Regions from separate parts of the Rattus norvegicus genome. Here region 1 is linked to region 2. Evidence: chromatin contacts called from public Hi-C data. All regions are on one chromosome and are shown on one strand. The core of a region is the stretch at or near the end of the contact, and the rest is flanking DNA. Distances in the headings are between cores, read along the strand shown.

Region 1 (3,416 bases), core at 562-3,061, 120 kb before region 2:
AGGAAATTTACTCAGAGATAATTCTTTCTACTCAGAATTGCCTCAACACAGTGGCAATGGGGCTTAGACTACACACTGTCGTCAGTGCATTTAAATTCCGACAGCATAAATATTTTCAAAACCCTGCAGTGCCTGGAAGTCCTTCTGTGAGATGAGTAATAGGGTTTGTGCCCATTGTGACAGAGTCACTAAACTTGGATGGACATTTGCTCCACCAAATTTAGAGGGATCTTGGAGAGCAAAAAACAACTTGTGAAATTATCGCTGTAAGTGGATAGAAGGAATTAGGGCAACCTAATTCCTAATCCAACTGTTGGTGAACACGACTATGTGGAGCCGTATTTTCTACAGTGGATTGCTATATTTATTCTAACTGTGCGAATCTTTCTATTCATACCACATAAACTTGCACTTTGTGATAGAATAGAGGTGCCAGATTCGCCTTTTACTTTATTTGTGAATGGAAAAGGAGCCTTTAAAAGTATAATGACATGAATTGCTAGGTATGGTGTCTTGTACCCTTGATCCCAGAGAGGTGGAGGCAGGAAAGTCAAGAGTTCAAAGTCATCTTTTGCTGGCCAGTTCAGTTTGAGTCCAGCCTAGGCTGCATGAGAGAGTCTGTCTCCTACATCAAAAAGAAATAAATTATGAGATAAGAACAAAAAGGCATCCCTCCTTGGTTTTTGCTTCGGTTCCTGCCTCCGGTTGTCTGCTTTGAATTCCTACTCCACTTCTCTTCCTGATGGACTACCATCAGGACCTGTCTGCCCAAACGAAGCTTTCCCTTCGCAAGTTGCTTCTGGTCAGAAAATTTTATCCCAGCGATAGAAAGCAACCTGAGAGAAAAGAAGAGGAGAAGTGCTTTAAAAAAATATTGATGATACTAATTAGGAAATGAATTAAGGAGTTGTAGGGAGGAAGGACAAGATAGTGACTGCTGTTGGTATGGTAGAGGCTCTGCAGGCTTCCTAACCAGGGTACTTAGAATAGTGGAGTTTCGGGAATTCTCATGATGTCTGTTTGCTTTGAGATATGGCTTCACTATGTAGCTTAGGCTGACCTTGAACTCATCCATAGATACTTCGTGCTTCCCACGTGCTGGGATGACAGGTGCGAGCTACCACACTTGCAAGGGATACAATGCTTTCTTCACACAGAAGTTATTATACGCTTTACAATGTATTCAGACTTGGGATTCTGCCTGGTTTGTTGTTGTTTCTGAATTGGAACGTGTGTGTTCTATCCTTTGAAATGTCTTAAATAGGTCAGGGGTTTTGAGTTTGGGGAGAAAAGCTTGAAAAGGTTTGCATTTTAAAGTGATTCAACATTGTTCAACTGTTTTTTATACACACACACACACATATGTATAAATAAATAATTTGAGGTTTGTTTAAAACATCGCTTTTTAAAGACTTTAAAAATGCTCAACATAATTCATTATCTTTTCAACTTCACTTTTAGTCTTTTGGAAAAAAGAGGAAGTAGTGACTGCTTAAGGGCAAGCAGCAGTAAAACACACACACACACACACACACACACACACACACACAAACATGCACACACTCGCATACTCCTAGGACCAGTTAGGTCACATGTTTTTAAAGCATATTTTCATGCACACCCCTAGGACCAGTTAGATCACATGTTTTTAAAGCATATTTTCTGACTTCAAAGCCTTGTTTCTGAAAATTAAGCATGTACATTTATAACATTAGTCTTCACCAGAGGAGCTCTGGCCCTCTCTTGAATTCCACCTTAACATCCACAGAGACCAGCCCATTTCTTAGCCCCTCCTACCAGCGGGAGAAGACTTTCTCAAAGTCGGAACTGTGAAGGGCTCCCATCAGGGCTCCCGACTGACAGAGAGCTAGAAGGCACAGAGAAACCTGAGGATTCTCATTTAACTCTGGGAACTGTAAGCGATGTATTTACTCTCCCTGCCTGCTTCCTCTTGCACTTTTCGTAGCTATATCATCAGGGCAGCTTCCTAGCAGGAAGGCAGCCACGCGTGATTAAAACCTCACTTGTTCACTCCTCTGCCTTTGGGAAAAGTTCACAAAGCAGGCTTCAGTTTCCTTCTAACTGATGAGGATTTGCTTTCCTGGGTCTAAGGGCAGATTGGAATAAAGGTATAGGTCGTTTCCTTCAGCGGGTGCTGGGAAATTGAGTATAGAGAAGTGAATTGGCGCTCGGTCGTGTTCCACGTGATGCCTCCCAGTGATTCCTGACTCCTGGATTTGAGTTGCATGTTGCTAGCCAGTGAAGATGGTCAGGGGCAGTTTGGTGACTCATTTAAATTTTAATTAATAAAAAAATAGTCATACTAGGCAGAGAATTCCTGGTTCTTTAATGGGTTTCTGTGTGCTGTGACAGATAATACTGAAAAACTGTGAACTACAAACATTGCTGCTCGCAGTCTTTGGGTAACTTGTTTTGACAGGAGAACGGGTCAAAACTTTTTTATCCAGTTGCATGCTTAAATTTTGAAAGCGAATACCGTTTTTAGAATTGGGGTTCAAAAGATGAAAGCGGGAAAGGCACTTGGTTTTGAAATAAGTGACTTAACCTCTTTGTGTCTTTTACAACTTGTAATGATTTCATCACTTCAAACACTGGGTTAAGAAAAATGTTCTTGATGTTGGCCGATGATTTAAACTACTTTCACTGAAGGCCAGTGGAGAGTGTTAGAGATGTGCCACTTAGAAAGGGTGGATTCTAGTAAGATATTTTGGATTCTAATTTGGGGAATGGTGTATATTTGTTTCTTCTGTTTGTTGAATACATTTGAAATTGCAGTCAAAGAAATTCACAGGGAGTTTAACGAAATAAACGTATCGAGTCTGAAATTATATCCCAGATACATCGAGACCTTCGCAATGAAGCTAGTCTCTGTTTCAATTGAATTCAGGAAGAGTTAAATTTTAAATTAAGCAATAATTGTGAAATTCATAGAGAAGTTTAATGGCCTTTTCTCAAAGTTTTACAGAACTTCCTCTAAGGAAAACATATTTTATGGGAAGGAACACTTTCATTTTAACTGTATACGTTTTCAAATAGCATTTATTTTTAAATAGAAAAAAAATAAAGTTAGGAAGCACACGTCTTAGCCTCTGGTAAAGTTCATGTCACAGAAGTCAATTGGCCTGTTTTTAACCCTTGTCTTCCCTAGTGCTGCTACTTAGACAGCAGAGTCCTGACACTAATTGTTTGATTGCTTAAATATTAATAAGCATGTTCTAGGAGTAGAAAAAAAGAGGAAGACAAAAGTTGCCACGTCCGTTTTTACTCCCTTTCTATATATCCTCACATCCCCCTACCGTACGCCATCATGCTGGTTATACCTCTTTCTTTCTTTATGATCGCTAACTCCTTTACAAACATTTTGAGAACTCTGAAGTTCTCCTAGGATAATGAAC
Region 2 (3,732 bases), core at 994-3,493:
TTTCCCAGACAACCTCCCCCCACTATAACTTGTTCCAGTGGAGTGGTGCCCTCTGTTACAACGATGCCCTTCGATGGACACAGCATGGTCTCTCTGAGCTTGTTTCCATGAGAGTTCCCTCTGGTGGTTAAGCACAATGTGGGTGATGTTGTGAGAAGTGTGTAGCACTGTAGTGTCACGTGGAGTCCTTTTACAGCTCTCCTAACCATCCCTCAGTTGGGGAAAACTCATTCTTGTGCTCCCTCCACAGTGTTGACTTTCCTGGAGAGGTATATAGTTGGAAGCATGCTGTCTGCATCTTTGTCAGATCCGGTTCTTTTTTCTCTATAATGAGGGCTTAAGTTACCCGGATGTCTGCTTACGGCTTTATGTATGTTTAGTATATATTTATTGGAAATTTTAGAAGTTGAATGTAGATACCCATCTCTCAAAACACACGGGGTGGTGGTGGGTGTCGAGAGTTGACTGGGCAGTGAAAAGCACTAGCTGCCCTACCAGAGGCCCTGGACTCTGTAGCACTTTACAGCCCCCTGTAACTCCAGGCTCAAAGGATCGGACACCCTCTTCCGACCTTCTCAAGCAATACATGGAGATGAAACACCATAAAGTACAAATAAGTCTTTTCAAAATGAAGAAAAAAATCTATTAACACACAGAATTTTATACAAGTGTGCATATTGATTCTCATAGTTCCTAGAAACCAGAGCAGTTGTGAGGGTTCCCTTTTCATAGCTCAAATCTAAGGCCAGCCACTTCCCTGAGAACCTCACCCCGAGATCCAAGTCACAGTAATTCACATTTTAATCCTGTGTGATTGCTTTCCTAATGAGGAGAGGAAGGCTGGGAAGAGGTTCGTTCAAGGTAGCTGAACCCCTGAAGAGGATTAGAACACAGCGGTGAGCCCTTCCTTGCAGGTGGTCTAGGAATAGGTTTTAGAGGAGGAAATCATTTGTCATTGCTTCTCCAGACACACTGGTGAACTTTAAAACACTTTATATCATTTGTTTAAATTACAGAGGTTTAAATCCCCAGGCTGTATAAGCAAGGATGCAATAACAGGTCATAAGATCAGTGTTTATTTATCCGCAGTCATAGGGTGGGTCTGCTGTCATGCCTAGGTTTCGGTAACCCCTGGATGTTTATTAAGCAGGATACAGACTCTTAGGAAAAAATTAGAAAACATAGGTGGTAGTATTAAGTAATAAGGGTTCTCAGTGTATGTCTCTGTGTTGTGTGTGTGTTGTGTTGTATAGTGTGTGTTGGATGAAGGAGAACTAGAGAAAGGGAGAAAGGAGAAAATTGTTTATATGAAAATTTTAAACAGATCAAGAGGTTTCAGTGAAGGATATAGACTGACGTTATGTGTAGGGAAAAGGTAACTAAGAGGACTTGAAAGCAGAAACGGCTGGGCTTTTATTTTATGCAAATAAGCATATTCCACGAAGCCCTAGAACTTGAGTTTTAATTTGGGTGATTGAGCATGGAAAGTCAATAATAACAGAAACCTGTCCCTTTGGGCACGCGGGTATATACTTGGCACGTGACGTGTTCCTTCGCTTCAGGCACCGAGAATGAAGATGCGGAAAGAGAGTACCAAAATGACAACCAAGCAAGTTGGGTCCATCGGATGCTAATGGCCTTGGTGAGTGACTCAGCTTTATTCAATACCCGAGAAGGACGTGCTGGGAAGGTGCATAACTTCATGTTGGGCTTGAATCTCAACACATCGTATCCACTGTCTCCCCTGAGAGACTTCAGCCCCCAAGATTCCTTCGATGATGATGAACTCGACGCAGCGGTAGCAGGTATGTACCAAAACGTAAACCGTGTAAGTTTCTCCAGGACATCTTTATTTTTTTCTTGGGGAGAAGCATTTTAATTCCGGTCAACATTAAACTAGACTCAATTTTAAGAACATTGACTTGTGGGGGGATATTATTGTTATTGTTGTTATTGTTGTTGTTGTTGAAGAAGAATACATTGGATAGGAAATGGCCTAGCCATGCAAGTGTAGAAAATATTCTTTGAAAATATTCACTTCCAGACAACAGGAAACCTCTACCATGATAATTACGGACTGTAAGGTAGGGAAATAGGTGCTTCCAGAACTGTTCCAAGGATTAGAGAAGCAAGTGCACGGCTTCCAGGAGTGACTCCAAAAACACCAGAATCATTCCCCAAACGCCTCCACAGTCGTGCCTGGCAGCAGAAAGAGAAGAAACAGAGCTATGTCTCATTTCCTCCTTCCTATCCCGTGGGCGGGCCTCTTTGGAAAAGGCCAGGTCTGTCTGCAAGATGAGTATTTGAGGATGTGATGAAAGTTCACTAGGCCTGTCGCCCCCTGGTGGTAATAAGGAACAATGCAGCACAGGGGTTGGTGTGGACCAAATGGCAGTGCCCATCTGGACGGGGAAAACTGCCTCTCCAGTTTTCAGACAAGATTAGGAAACTTTGTGAAGTTGATTGGTAAGAATCTAGTCACTTTCAGACTTGTCCCTAAGTGAAATCCCCAAGAGTAGTAGTAACATTTTATTCTTCAGTTCCCTGTGACTAACTGATTAAATGTTTGTTACATTTGCCTTGCTGATAAGAAATATGTAATGTATCTTTTTTTATGGTGGCCTTAAGTTTTCTTCTAGATCACACTATTATCTTTCCTTAGTTGTCCAAATATCATTTCTTAATCATCTCTGTCTCAAGGTCATTACTGAGATGCTGTAAAACTTTAAAGGGGATATTCAAAACAACAGCCCCTCCTGCCCCCCAAAGCTTTCCTATTGCCTTTTAACATTATTATAGGTTTCAGAATGTGTTGTTTGTTTTTACTTGTTTGACTTTAAGGGGAACAAACACTGCATTTTGTATCGTATGCATGGCCTTAAACTCCAGGATGTGAGTTACTTTTAATTATACATTTATCATGCCCAAATCTGTGCATATTAGCTGTGAGAAAAGTCTAATTGTGATAAGGTAAGTTTACCTGACCTAAAAGGGATTAAAACATCCTTATACAGTTGGTGGCATTCTTTCCCTCTTTTTGTGGCATATGCTGTCCATCTGGACTACTCAGGGGCGAGTGCTTCCTTAGAAACGTTTGCTTTATGGTAACTGCTGACCGGCTCAAGCAAATTATACTCAAAGTTTTCGTATCTGTAGAGAGCCTTCATCTACTTAACTTTCTAGACAAAGGATATCAGAGAAACTATAGTTTCTGTTGTCTTTGTTCCAAATTGCTTAGCAAATCTGGGCTTGGGCCATAAGTCTCAGGGTCTGGCTTCTAAGTCTTCCCCTCCATTACACACCAGCCCCTGTGGTTTTATTAGTCATTGTTTTGCTGATGTAAGAGTGGAAGTTTTCTTGGTGTATTACTTTGTCTCATCTCTATTTCAGTATCATTTTGCCAACACAATTCCTCTGAGGTTTGTGTAGCAAGCATCCCAGCAAACTCACCCCACATTTTAAGAACTTCCTGGCAGTTTTATAGTATCGAATATCAGTGTTGGGACGGCAAGAGAAAGCACAGAATTCACAATTGATTTTTTTAAAAAAAATTTAAACAATACATTTATGTGTATATATCAACACAAAAACATTTGGGATATATTGAGAGTAAGCAATCGTTTGTTGCTTGGGTGAGCTGCAAATTGGAAGCAGGGCATCCTGTATTTTTATTAGCCGACTTTGGTGACTGGAGGGATCATGCCTCTGTATTGCTCATCTTGTCTTAACAGG

Evidence for each region. A called contact is a pair of places that touch in the nucleus more often than the background predicts.
Region 1: a Hi-C map of the A7r5 cell line shows a contact between it and region 2, with 2.9 times the contacts expected there. The contact joins the promoter of Pla2g4a here to the enhancer-like site in region 2. A contact is called at or near these places in 2 of 12 Hi-C or Micro-C datasets (the A7r5 cell line and frontal cortex).

Annotation. Positions count from the first base shown.
Region 1 is chr13:64,570,747-64,574,162 of GRCr8, reverse strand. Pla2g4a (phospholipase A2 group IVA) reads left to right here and starts at 1,811. Exons shown (of 18, transcript NM_133551.2): 1 at 1,811-1,915.
Region 2 is chr13:64,454,657-64,458,388 of GRCr8, reverse strand. It overlaps Pla2g4a (phospholipase A2 group IVA), which reads left to right. Exons shown (of 18, transcript NM_133551.2): 14 at 1,563-1,805. Among named protein-coding and RNA genes, the nearest start is that of Pla2g4a, 120 kb to the left of the region's middle. Within about 2 kb of position 2,243, at least 7 of the 93 cell types and tissues checked have an H3K27ac peak or open chromatin away from gene starts, as enhancers often do. A contact at or near this core is called in the A7r5 cell line, where this site is marked.